Linked DNA regions of Muntiacus reevesi: region 1 is linked to region 2. A link is a contact called in public Hi-C data. All regions are on one chromosome and are shown on one strand. Each heading gives the region's core, a stretch centred on a gene start, on an enhancer-like site or on the middle of the called end of the contact. The rest is flanking DNA. Distances are from core to core; before and after follow the strand shown.

What was found. Hi-C and Micro-C count contacts between places; a contact is called where the count stands out from the background.
Region 1: a Hi-C map of muscle shows a contact between it and region 2, with 6 times the contacts expected there. The contact joins the promoter of MTMR9 here to the promoter of NEIL2 in region 2. A contact is called at or near these places in 2 of 3 Hi-C or Micro-C datasets (blood and muscle).

Annotation. Positions count from the first base shown.
Region 1 is chr17:7,535,358-7,542,118 of mMunRee1.1, reverse strand. It overlaps MTMR9 (myotubularin related protein 9), which reads left to right and starts at 3,879. Exons shown (of 10, transcript XM_065907812.1): 1 at 3,879-4,459. The coding sequence starts at 4,278.
Region 2 is chr17:7,123,674-7,130,671 of mMunRee1.1, reverse strand. NEIL2 (nei like DNA glycosylase 2) reads left to right here and starts at 3,986. Exons shown (of 5, transcript XM_065907975.1): 1 at 3,986-4,106; 2 at 6,317-6,456. The coding sequence starts at 6,319.

The sequences.
Region 1 (6,761 bases), core at 2,630-5,129, 410 kb before region 2:
GTTTATTAACCAACCTCTGTGGTCTTCTCCATCCGGCTCTACCAATTTACATTTCCCCCAGCAGTGTAGGAGGGTTCCCTTTGCTCCAGACTCTGTCCAGAATTTTCTCCTTGGAGACGTGTTCACAATGACCCTTCTGACTGCTGTCAGAGGCAACCTTGTTGCAGTTTTGATTTGCCTTCCTGTAATCACTGGAGATGTAGAACTTGTCTCCATGTGCTTTGGTTGAAAGAGTGTGAGTAAAGTGTAAGGTTGGAAGTCAGCTTCCTGAAAGTGGGCCCCGTTTGGAATTTTTATCCCTGACCTACTGGGGCTGGTTTTTTGAGGGCAGGTGTATTTTTACATCCCCAGAGGCCTTGTGAGTTTGAAGCACCGTGACGCACAGTTTCACAAGTTGGAAGTGTTCAGACCTCTTCCCACGTAGATTCTCACATTCTTTAGGTGCACCGATGTGCTCTAGGCTCACGATGGCCCACCGTGATCTTGAGATTGTTTTGCCAATCCGAAGGGGCTAGGCACTACAGTCAAAGAGGGAGTCATTTCCTGGTACATCCCTTTTAGGTCCTTGGTGACAGATCACTGCAGTCTTGTCTCCCAGCCTTATCAGGCTCGAGAGATATGAAAATAGCTCAGGGTCCCAAGGTTGCAGTGGAATATAGTAGACACCTCTTTCTCTTTTAGATTTGACCCTTAGAGGACCAACAGTTAAGATCTAAAATTGTCTCCACGCTTGGAGTTCAACCCAGAGAAGATGTAACTTTCTAATAGTTTCTAGTATTTCATAATAGCAACACAATATGATTTTGAAAGTATTTTTTATTCACCAGCAAGAAGATTTTATACCTTTATGGAATGTTAAGCATTTTTTAATGTAATTTCAGAATGGTCTTTTCATAGGCTTCCCCCTCAGGAAAACTAAAAGAAAAAGGTCATGCCTTCTGTGAAGAGTTTTTCCCTACCTAAAAGACCCCATTAAACTGGACAGGTGTCTAGGCTACACCCCTCTCAAGTGATACCTTCTCCATAAAACCTTTCCCAATTCTTCACTCTTGCGGATGATTTTCCCTTCTTCAAGTGGTAGTTTTTATGATGAACCACATGATGGAAGGACAACAAAAATCGCCAAATTTTAAAAAAGACGATAAGTCATTTCCCCTCATGCTCTTTTGTCTGTTGGTTCCTACTTTTCCATTGGAGACAAGCAACAAAAACTGGACTCTCAGCTTTAACTATCATAAGGGCTTTGTCTTAAGCAGAGTTTTAGGTCATGAACATTTTAAGGAGGGCAAGGTCAAGTGTTGAGTGATCTGATAAGAATTCAGGCAATTTATTTTGTCTTTTCTCTGAGATTTAAGCCAACTCACTGTTCTTAGGTACTATATGGTGAAGATTTCAAAGCTTAATGAAGTGCCAGTAGACTGAAAGGGACTTAAACCCTTGCATATATTCCCTCTAATTTCCTATTTAGCATGAAAATGTTAGTTTAAAAAGAGAAAAAATAAATAAAGATAAAATAAAAAGAGAGACACCAAGCGTGGAGAAATTACTGGAGCAAATTTCTGGCATAGTTTAGGTGTCTGAAAGTAGTTCAGTTAGATTGTATTTAATGAGGATCAAAATAGTAGTGACCAAAGACCAATGCCTTGAATTTCGTAGACCTAGACTGAAGTCACTTCTGCTATAGATTAACTGTGTTTACCCATTTACTTGAGTTTTACAAGATTTGAGTTTACAAAATTTACTTGAGTTTATGCATGGAACAGGACTAATTAATGACTCAGATAATCATGATGATGTAATCACTCACTTAGAGCCAGACATCCTGAAATGTGAAGTCAAGTGGGCCTTTGAAAGCATCACTATGAATAAAGCTAGTGGTGGTGATAGAATTCCAGTTGAGCTATTTCAAATTCTAAAAGATGATGCTGTGAAAGTGCTGCACTCAATATGCCAGCAAATTTGGAAAACTCAGCAGTGGCCACAGGACTGGAAAAGGTTAGTTTTCATTCCAATCCCCAAAAAAGGCAATGCCAAAGAATGCTCAAACTACCGCACAATTGCACTCATCTCACACACTAGTAAAGTAATGCTCAAAATTCTCCAAGCCAGGCTTCAACAGTATGTGAACTCTGAACTTCCAGATGTTCAAACTGGTTTTAGAAAAGGCAGAGGATCCAGAGATCAAACTGCCAGCATCCACCAGATCATCAAAAAGGCAAAAGAGTTGAAGAAAAACATCTATTTCTGCTTTATTGACTATGCCAAAGGCTTTGACTGTGTGGATCATAATAAACTATGGAAAGTTCTTCAAGAGATGGGGATACCAGACCACCTGACCTGCCTCATGAGAAATCTGTATGCAGGTCAGGAAGCAACAGTTAGAACTGGACATGGAACAACAGACTGGTTCCAAATTGGGAAAGGAGTACGCCAAGGCTGTATATTGTCACCCTGCTTACTTAACTTCTATGCAGAGTACACCTTGAGAAACATTGGGCTGGATGAAGCATAAACTGGAATCAAGATTGCTGGGAGAAATATCAATAACCTCAGATATGCAGGTGACACCACCCTTATGGCAGAGAGTGAAGAAGAACTAAAGAGCCTCTTGATGAAAGTGGAAGAGGAGAGTGAAAAAGTTGGGTTAAAGCTCAACATTCAGAAAACTAAGAGCATGGCATCCAGCCCCATCACTTCATGGCAAATAGATGGAGAAACAGTGGAAACAGTGACAGACTTTATTTTGGGAAGCTCAAAAATCACTGCAGATGGTAACTGCAGCCATGAAATTAAAACACACTTGCTTCTTGGAAGGAAGGAAAGTTATGACCAACCTAGAGAGCATATTGAAAAGCAGAGACATTACTTTGTCAACAAAGGCCATGGTTTTTCTAGTAGTCATGTATGGATGTGAGAGTTGGACTATAAGAAAGCTGAGCGCCGAAGAATTGATGCTTTTGAACTGTGGTGTTGGAGAAGACTCTTTGAGAGTCCCTTGAACTGCAAGGAGATCCAACCAAAGGAGATCCAAGTAAAGATCAGTCCTGAGTGTTCATTGGAAGGACTGATGCTGAAGCTGAAACTCCAATACTTTGGCCAACTGATGCCAAGAGCTGACTCATCTGAAAAGACCCTGATGCTGGGAAAGATTGAAGGCGGGAGGAGAAGGGGACGACAGAGGATGAGATGGCTGGATGGCATCACCGACTCAATGGACATGAGTTTGAGTAAACTCCGGGAGTTGGTGATGGAGAGGGAGGCCTGGCCTGCTGCAGTCCATGGGGTCGCAAAGAGTCGGACACGACTGAGTGACTGAAGTGAATTGAACTGAGGATTAATTACTCCCTTTTCTGAGCATGTGTATATTTCTATCTATGTTTTCTCATAGGCGTTTGTATGCTTTTCCCCTTTCTTGGTCAAGGTCCCAGCGCGTTTGCGCTGGCCCTGTGTGACTGTGCGTGTCCAGCCGGCTCCTCCCTTACATCTGGTCCCTTCTTTGTGCTCACAGTCACCTCCTCAATCCCAAATGTTACCTCTTCACGGCGAAAGGATGAAAATCGCCAAAATTTACTGCAACCCCACTCGCTGAATAGGGATTACTGCTCAAGTGGAGGCAGGCAGGTCAGGGACCTGCTCTCGTCGTTCCTTTTTCTCCTGTATTTTCTCATACGGAATATTTGTAGGAGTAGCGGGCGCAGCAGGGGGCATGAAGGCAGAGCTTTTTCTGGTAGGAACACAAATCTTCGACTCCTGCTGTGCTTCCGGAGACATTCTCTTCGCACCCAGGCGGGGACTGATTTCTGGGTCGGACTGTCCCGTCTTTCCTGTTTTCAGTCCATCGCTTCCGCCCGGAGTTGCTTTAAGTTCCCGCTGTGAGTAGCTACTTCCGCCAGGAGTCCTTAGCGTCTTGGACTTGGAAAGTGGCCCTGGGGCGGCCTCCTCCTTCTCTCAGCCTGGCTACCCAAAGCCAGATCTCAAGGTGGAGGCGGCAGCGTCTGGGCCTGTCACAGAGCGTTCTTTTTGCCCAAGTCCTGGGCCTGAGGTTACATAGAGGTGCGGGAGAGGTGCCCAGCCTGGCCCAGCCCGGGCCTTCCCCGGGCCAGTGACAGTGGCCAGAGGCCTCGCCGCGCCCACCGCAGCCTGGGGCGGGGCGCGGCCTCGCAGCCCGGTCCCGCCCCTGCTGCCTGCTGGGCGCGGGGCCAGCGCAGCCCGGGAGCGGTGGGACCGTTTTGCACCTCCGGGACTCTGCAGTCCCCTGGCTCCGGCCGCTGGAGAACATGGAGTTTGCCGAGCTGATCAAGACCCCTCGGGTGGATAATGTCGTGCTGCACCGACCTTTCTATCCGGCCGTCGAGGGGACCCTGTGTCTGACTGGCCACCACCTGATCCTCTCCTCCCGGCAGGACAACACAGAGGAGCTGTGGCTTCTCCATTCAAACATCGACGCCATCGACAAGCGGTGAGTGCTGGTCCCATCCATCCCCTGCTGTGCGCGCAACTCGGATGCTCGTTTGCGGAAACCCGTCCTAGCGTTTTCCTTGTGTCCCCTCGCCCAGCCAGTCAGCGGAACGACCCTCGCTGTGGCCTAGACTGAGGATTTGCGTTTTAGAAAGCTGAAACCATCCAGTTGAGATACCGGGTTTCCATTCAGTCTGGGTTACCGTGTGGTTGTTACTGATTATCATTTTTGGTACATAACACTGTTTGGATGGATTTCTAACGTTTTCATTTTAAATTTCTTTTTCTTGCACCGTCATATTCCTTGAATGTTAATTTTCCATCTTAGTTCATAAAATTGTGAGTGAATGTGATTACAAAGTCTTGCAACTTAGTGTCTAAATTCCACAAACCCTTCTCCCCTCCTCTCCGAAATGTTCAGTTTATCATATTTAACTTGTTTCTTACCTTCTGGATCATCAATTTAAGACTTCCCATTTTGGAAGATTAGTGTGTGTTTTATTTTCTTTACTCTCCTGTGCTTTTGCAAAGAACAGAATAGGCTCATAAACAAAGGTATTAACTAATTGACTTTTTTTTTTCTTTTTTTTTTGCACCCCAGGCTTTCTTTCCAGGGTAGTGTCTCAAGAGGCTAAAAGTTATAGTTCATCTGTAGTCAAAATTACCATTTCCCCAATGGTTTTGTGTACTTTAGCCAGAAGGTAAGTTGGTCATCCAGCTTACACTAAAGTGTAAATAAATGACAATAGTTTTTTTGGTTACCTCTCAGGAGAATTTGGAGGTGAAGAAGATTCCCAAAGTGGTTATGCCTTAAAAGAAAATTATTTCTACTAGGAAAGTTAAACAGTATGAGTGAAGTGATGATAGATTTATTTTCAAGCAGCAGACTCCTGTTTGACTCCTGAGATCAGCCTCTACTATGTAAAAGTTTTCCGTGTTCCCTTTTTGCCTTGGTGGTGGTGGTGGTTTAGTCACTCAATCAAGTCCGACTCTTTAAACCCCATGGACTGTAGCCCACTAGGCTCCTCTGTCCATGAGATTTTTCAGGCAAGAATACTGGAGTGGATTGCCATTTCCTTCTCCTGGGATCTTCAAGACCCGGGGATGGAGCCTTCATCTCCTGCATTGTAGACAGATTCTTTATAGCTGAGCCACCAGGGAAGACCCCTTAGTCTGTCGTGTGTGGCAATCCTTGTTCTGACCCAAATCTACTTTTCCCTGTTCAGTTCTTGCCATTCTCTTTCCTGAACCGTTTTTCCCAGTCAGTCCTCACTTTTCATGGCAGTTCATCCATGTCCTGCATTCTCTTACGTCTGTATTTTACTGACGCTCTTCCTTCTGCCAGGAATGCTTGCTCCTCCCAAATTTGTCAAACATTCATTGAATGCCTTATGTTTCCAACATTTTGTGAAACATTAAAGACAGTACGATGAATAAAATATAGCTCTTGCCTTGCAGGAGGTTTATAGGCTATCATCCAGCCATTACTCATCTTATCAATAGTCAGTTTAACCATTTCAATCTGCCACCCCTTTCACACAACTAGAAGTAATTCCCCTCCCCTTGAAATCCTATAGCTCTTTATATGTCTTTCATAAATATTTGTTAAAATTTGTGTTTTGATAGTTACGTATGTGTTAGCTCCTTGAAGCCAGGGCAGGAATTTGGTTAATTCTTATCTCATTCAAAGCTCCTATCTGTGACTTGGGCAGATAGGCCCTTAGGAAATAAAAGACTTAACCACTGAGTGGAAAGTGGTGACACAGAATACAAATTAGCATTTCTCCATGCCATCAGCTCTTTTCTTTCTTTTTTATCTCTTTCTGTGGTTTGTTTTCTGTTTGTCATTTCGTGTTTACCTAATATTTAGCACATGCTGGGCCTGGTTGGGCTTAAATGCATGTTTAAGATAGGACCTTTTAATCTGTTAGTAGAAAATTGACAGATTGTACACGCTTTTACCTGGGAAGCAGCATGATGTAATGGAACCAGCCTGAGCTAGGTGGTGAAATCTGAGTTTGTTAAGTTGTTGCTTTCAGAAAAGAGTTACTTCCTTGTGTCTTCTGTATGGTGAGCACTGCCTGGGCTGTGGACATGCAGTGGGGCTGAGACAGATGAGGCGCTTGTATACTGGGGAGGAGATGGACATTCAAATAAATCAACAAATAAATACATAACAGTATCAGCTAATAAGTGCCAGGAAGGACAAAAAGGGAGATGTGAGGGTGGAGAATGCCTGGAGGCAGTGTGTTTAGAAGGAATGTTTGAGAGGACAAGTGACTTTTGAATTAATGAAGGGAGGA
Region 2 (6,998 bases), core at 2,737-5,236:
AGTACCAGAAGATTGACCTCATTCCTTATATGGTCATAACTTGTGCTTCACCCCAGATGGTAAAATCCAGCTTTATTCAGCCTCCTAGCTCACCAGACTGGGTTGATTTTTCAAATCAAATGTATCCTCAGAACAGGTCAATAATAATGTTAGTCGCTCAGTCGTGTTCGACTCTTTGTGACCCCAATGTCTGTAGCCTGCCAGGCTCCTCTGTCCATAGAGTTCTCCAGGCAAGAATACCAGAGTGGGTTGCCATTCCCTTCTCCAGGGGATCTTACCAACCTGGGTCTCCTGCATTGCAGGCAGATTCTTTTACCATCTAAACCACCAGGGATGCCCCAGGAGGTCAAGAGGTCAAGTTGCTACCAATCAGGATATTTGAAAGGATGCAATTCCCAGATGGTTGGTAAGTGGCTAGAGGAAGGATGGGGAGGTGGGGGTGGGAAGTGAACTCACAACAATGGCGTCCTTAGAATAAGTGCCTGCCCTAATATGGTGAGTGCAGTCTCCAGGGGGTGTTTGTTCAGGCTGAGACATCCCTCATGGTCCCTTTCAGGCTCACCACTCACTATGACAAGAATTTTGAAGCGCAGATCAAATCATTTTAACATTCAGGGGCATCAGTCCTTAATATCTGACTTTTCGATACCTTTAGAGGGTAAGTAGTAGCAGATTTAGCCATGATTATGTGCTTCACCCCAGATGTTTGGCTTGGGGTGACAGTAGTGAACATAAATTTATATTAACTGAACATGCACCAACTAGACCAGGGCTGGGGGTTATTTGATGTCCCCCTCTTCCAGGCCCCCCAGAACTTACTGATGTGCACAGTAGTGCACGAGAAATGTGGTCATTTGGCAAGCTGCTGTCGGAGTGGAGGTGACTGGTTTTCAGTTTTAAATCATTTTCTGACACTGGAGACAACTCTTCAGATTACATCCTTGCCTTGCTTGAAGCTGGAACACAAACAGGCCTCCATCCTTAACAACACAGATAGGTATCTTGCCAGAACCAAGGACAAGGCTCAGAGCTTCCATGTGTAGCCTGGGAAGTGGAATCCGTGCCCCTGGGGACTCTGGGCCCTGGACACTGTTCCTTTCTGTTCAGTGACTGCACCCCTGTTCTGTGGCCTCCTGGGGGCACAGCTGCTCTGTGCCAGCCTGGTTCCTGTGCGATTATCATCTCCCCTCCAATAGCTGCGGCAGTCCAATTTGCAAAAAGACATCAGTGACAAGGAGAGCTAAATAATCCAAGCAAAGATGGCACTACAGCAGACCTAGGTTCTCAAAGTCCAGTTTTCTTTGGGTCTGGGCATGGCTGGATCACTGGCTGAAGCCTGGGAAATTGTGGGTTTAGTTGTACAGAGAGAGGGGCAACCGCACACAGCTGTGCTCTGGGGTTCACAGGAACAGTGGGAACAGGAAAATCCTGTAAGGTGCCTGCTGGTGCTCTTAGGCCCTGACTTAGGCCTCCTGTGGTGTCAGGAGGTCTTCAGAAGGACCCAAAGAGGGAGCATCTCCAGTGAAGCTGATAAATGAGAACCATCATCGCCCCCCCAGCACACTCACAGTGTATCCCCGCCCCGCTGTGCGGTGACTGCCCTCTGTCCTGCAGCTGTGGTGGCCCTGCTTCACCTGAGAAATAAACATGACCACAGAGGTTATTAACCAGATGCACCTGAAGTTCAAATCACTGGGTGGTTTCAGTTTCCAAATCACTGGATCTCTGACAGCAAGGAGTTCATCCAGATGAAGTTCAATACTAGTAAATGATACCAGTGAACAATACACACAGACCCCTCTTACAACAAAGATATTGTAGTCTCTTGTGCTGCTTCTCTTTTAAGATAGATTTAGTACACCCCCCCCAAAAAAAGATTTAGTCCAATGAAATGGGTTGTAATTAGAGATGTGAAACATTTAGATTTTTTGTCCCTCTGTCCTTTTGCTTTACAACTCATGAAAATTTTTTTTAAAAATGAAAATTTCATTACTTCTAGGGTTCTTGATTATCTAAGACTTTGGGGCTGGGATGTGGGACAAAAATGGTAAGATTGAAATAACAGAATCCTAAATAGGATTGCTGTTCTCTGCCGAACAAAGCAATGAGTGATGCCAGCTAACGTGCTTTAGAAGGTAAAGTTGTCTCTTCGTTATTCACACAATCCCCAGACTTCGCTGTTGGGATGTGGCCTGGAAACACTTTCAGGAAGTCTTCTGGTCCAGCCCCCCACAATGACATCGTTGCAGAATTCCTTAATGTGGCTTCCAGCCTGACCACAGCTAGCTTCCCCATTCCACCGTACCCCTACAATAGTGCCCATGTTTTGAAATTATTTTGCCTGCACAGTTATTGGGCTTCTCCTCACTTTAGCTCAAAAACATAACCACATATAAATTACACTTCAATTTTTAAAGAACAAAAAGCATAACTGCTCATCTCTGCTGACAAGTACTACCAGATCACACAAGGATAAGTGTGAGGAATTCCTGGTAGCCCCTTCCTTACAGGAGGATTTGAGTCTGGGGTCTGTGGGAGTACAGGGGAGTTACAAGAGACAAGCTACTAAAGATTAGGGTAGTATAGCTAAGGTTTCCTCCCAGTAGCTGGTTAGGGAGAGTCAAATGGAAGGGAAACAACCCATCTAGAAACAGGATACCTGGATTGGGAGACCATGCCTGATGCACTTACAGATCATGAGGGGATCTCAGGGATCATTTGGTGCAAACCCTTTTGTCCCACCATCATAAAAGACTCACCCATAAAAAACTCATCATAAAAAAAAAACTCACCCAAGGTCACAGAGCCGGCATGAAGAGGGGTGCTTCCTCAGCACCTACTCACTACTCCCAGGGATCGAACTCGCGTCTTCCACATTGTAGGCAGATGCTTTACCATCTGAACCACCAACGAAGTCTGCACTAGGCATAAAGGTTGTCAGATACGACCACTGCAGTTAACACACTCACCATGGAGGGGGCGCCAGCGTTCTCTCTCCTCTGTGCAACAGCCTGATTTTCAAACATTCCATCTGAGGCCAGCCGAGAAATTCGACTTTAAAAAGTTCCTGCCACTTATTGAGCACTCCTGCACGTCAGACACTTTAGCAGCTGTACATACTTATTCAAGTTTTCCGAAATCCTCAAAGCACTCTACACACGAAGAAGATAGACATGAACTCTCTTAGGTTTTTTTTTTTTTTTTTCCTAATATGAACCATTTAAAAACTCTTAATTGAATGTGTTACAATATATTGTTTCTGTTTTGTTACGGCTTTCTGGCCGCGAGGCATGTGGGATCTTAGCTCCCTGAGCAGGGATTGAACCTGCACCCCATAAGTTGGGAGATGAAGTCCTAACCACTGGACAGCCAGCCTTGGAATTCCTCAGCCCAAGGATTTTAAATAGCTTGCTTAGTACAGAACTAGTACAGGCAGAACCAGGATTCAAATCTGACTCCAGAATCTGAACATTTATTATAGCCCACCCCCGCCACTCCCAAAGAGTGGAAACCTAGGAGCTGGAAACCCCGCACAACCTGGGTCTAGGTCCCACTCCAAGATGAAGTCTTTCAACTTCTCTTCAGAAGCTGGGGAGAATCCTTGGTTCCAAATTCTCCAGTTGAGACACGATGAGAGAAGGTCCACTGGGGAATATGGCTCACTATCGACAGTCACAAGTCCAAAGAAGGGGACAACTGGAAGATACCCCCGCCCGGAGCCTCACTCTCCGCCCTCCAAGTTCCCCAGGTGCCCCTGGAGACACATGAAACCTCCTCGACGTGGTTCAGGACCCCCAGCTCTTTCATTGCACCTGTTTGGACCGAGGAGCCCGGAACCCCTACAGCCCGGGGCACGAGCCCCGCCTCCTACGCTCACCAGGGGGCGGAGCCCCGAGCGACCCCACCCCCCGAGGGCGGAGCCTCGCCCTACGCGTCCTAGTTCCCCGCCCCGCCTCCTACGCTCACCAGGGGGCGGAGCCCCGAACGACCCCCACCCCCGAGGTTGGAGCCTCGCCCTTCGCGTCCGCGTCGCCCACCTCGCATCTGCCTCTCCCCGAGGTTGCGTGCGGGCCTTTGGGGTCCCGGGTTCTACGGGCCCAGAGCCGGTGAGTCCAGCCGCGAGCCCCACCAGCGGCGTCGCACGCCCTGAGCGGGTGAGGGCTGGAAGTCGCGTCCTCGGCGGTAGCGCCCCCCCACGCCCAGTTGGAAATGCAGGGCTTTCCCAGCTTTACCCTCTTCACCTGTGAGCCGCGTGAACACTTCGTTACCGAACATTTTAGAAGCATCCCTCATGAAAACCCGTACCCGGGTCCAATTTTTCTTTCTTTTCGGCTGTTTGCCACTTTTTAACCCACCGCCTACCGCCCCGCCCAACCCCCCAGGCTCCTGCAGTGACCGTCTGCCCCCTCTCTGCACCCTCCGCCTCTCCCGCACATCACGCGGAGGAGGCGTTGGGGAAAGCAGCCATTTTAGACTTCTGGGGAGTGGGGGAGGGGTGGGGAATGGGGGGGGTCGGTCTGCAGAGGAAAGGGGACGCCGGCGACGCCCCCTCCTCTCCTCCTTTGTGGTCCGCTAGCCAGCCCCTTAACCGGCGTCGCGCGGTTCGCCGTTCGGGGGAGGGGCTCGAGGTTGGGCGGGGTGTCCCCTTGGAACCGGCGTCCCTTTGGCTTCTAAGGCTGTAACTGAGGCAGCTCGCGGCCCAGCTTTCCATCTCCATAAGTAAACCTAAAAAACACATGCCCTTGTGTCGAAAGATCTTAAGGATCAGGTGCATTTCAGACGGAAGCTTTTCCAGAAGCTTCCTCTGTGGGAGAGGACCAGGGCGCAGAGCTGGCAGAAGTTCAGGTCGACCTAACTGCGGCGGCCGGTCTCCCTGCAGTCGCGCAGTTTTGTCAGGATACTCTGTCGAGTGTCTTGAAGGTCTGATTAGGGGCAACCACACTACATTTTAGTGAGTCTAAAGCACCATCAAAGTAAAAATACATATTAATTATTGTTATGGAATGTGGTGCTAATTAAACAGTGAGAAAACATGGATTGTAAGAGACACCTCCATTTCTGAGATTTTTAAATTCTTTTCAGGATTACTGAAATGCAGTAGCTACCAGGAAGTAGCTACCATGCCAGGAAGCTGCTTAGTTCCTTGGGTTTTCGTCATCATTTGCAGGCTTCTGCAGTTGAGGAAATCGGTGGATGAGAAGTATAAGCGTGGGGGTGAATGCCTTCAGTGTCTTAGAAGCTGGGGTGCTGAGAACTTAAGACTCAAACATGTGAATTACCCCCACACAGGACCCCAGTGGACTGCGATGATTTGGGGCAGGAAGAGATGGGGGTCCCAGGTGACCTACATCAGGGTTAAAATGAAACCCTAGCAGTTTCTCAGTTATCAGGAGTAATTTTCTCTAGTTAAGCTGGATGTGGCCTCTCCCTGATCTGACCTGCATGACCCTGTGACTTGTCATGGTCCTGAGTTCTGCGTGGTTGTTGCTTACAGAATGCTCCTGCTAACAGGATGGTCCTGGCAGGCTAAATCGGCATCTGTGTCCCTTCCAGCTTTCTCTCTCCCAATCATCTCTCCACTGAAAGAGGGGAGATAAGTACCAGCAGTGGGCTGGGATGATTTGTGAAGGCAGACAGAGGACGACAGAGAAAGCATGGAGATGAGTTAGGGCTGCAGTCCAGGAAAAAAGTTAACAGGGCTGGCTCCTGTTCAGGCTGCAGGGTCACAACGGAGGGCGCTTGTGGTGTGGTGCCTGGCATGTTGTTGGTGCTGCTTGGGGAAAGGTGAGGGTCTGGATGAGGCAACCATCCTTGGGAAACTGACTTACACCCTGCTGCAGCTGGACTTTCTTTTTTTAAAAAATTTGAGGGACATTTTATTTATTTTTATTATTATTTTTGACTGTGCTGGATCCTTGCTCTGCATGGGCTTTCTCTGTTTGCAGTGAGCCGGGGCTTCTCTTGCTACAGAGCATAGGCTCTAGGCACTCATACATTAGTAGTTGCAACACTCGGGCTCAGTAGTTGTGATTCACGAGATTAGTTGCTTCGTGGCATATGGGATCCTCCCAGACCAGGGATCGAACCCATGTCCCCTGCATTGGCAGGGGGATTCTTATCCACTGCACCACCAGGGAATTCCTGGGGTTTCTCTTTGAACTGATCACCTCCCTCCCCAACCACATTCCCTTTTTGGCTGTGTATGCTGTCTTAAAGTTGATGGCAAAAACAGTGGCTACTTGAAAGCTTGGAACCCACCAGAAATGCTGGAGAAACCAGCTAAGTCAGCAGCCTCTTTCCCCGTTTCTGCCTGCAGGGATGCCAGAGGGGCCGTCCGTGAGGAAGTTTCACCACCTGGTCTCCCCCTTTGTGGGGCAGCAGGTGGTCAAGACAGGAGGCAGCAGCAAGAAGCTAAACCCCACGAGCTTCCAGTCCCTCTGGCTGCAGGACACCCAGGTGAGTTCACCGACTTCCAGCAGGTTTGTTCCACACCTCACCCCAGTGGGCCAGCTGCATCAACACAGCCTGCCCCTCCCCTCGGTTTCTCTCAAGACTTTCTCTGCTGTTAGCCCCTTGTCCCTGAGGGTAGCCACGCTGAGAATCCATGCAACTCCTCCTCTGACGTTTCTTAGCCTCAGGTCAGTGGCCTAGTGGCCCATGGAACTGTGCATGAGCTGCATATTCACATTCAGGGTCTGAAGTGATTCTGGTGACTCTAGCTGCGTCCATTGTGCACCTTTGGTTGGGAACAGTTTTTAATTTTCTGGGGCCAGCAAGGAGGTGAGGAAAGAGCATTGCCTTAAAAAAAATTTTTTTTAATTTACTTTTTCATTGGTGGAAAATTGAGTGTAGTCTTTTGTTCTGGGTTTCAGCCTGGCTCATCTTTGCCCTGAACGTCAGTCAGTATTCCCTAAAGGGCTCACATGGCCGCTTGCCAGTCTGATTCATGCCTCCCCCTCTGGCCTGCAGCTCACCCTGCCCTGGATCTCTCCCCAGTC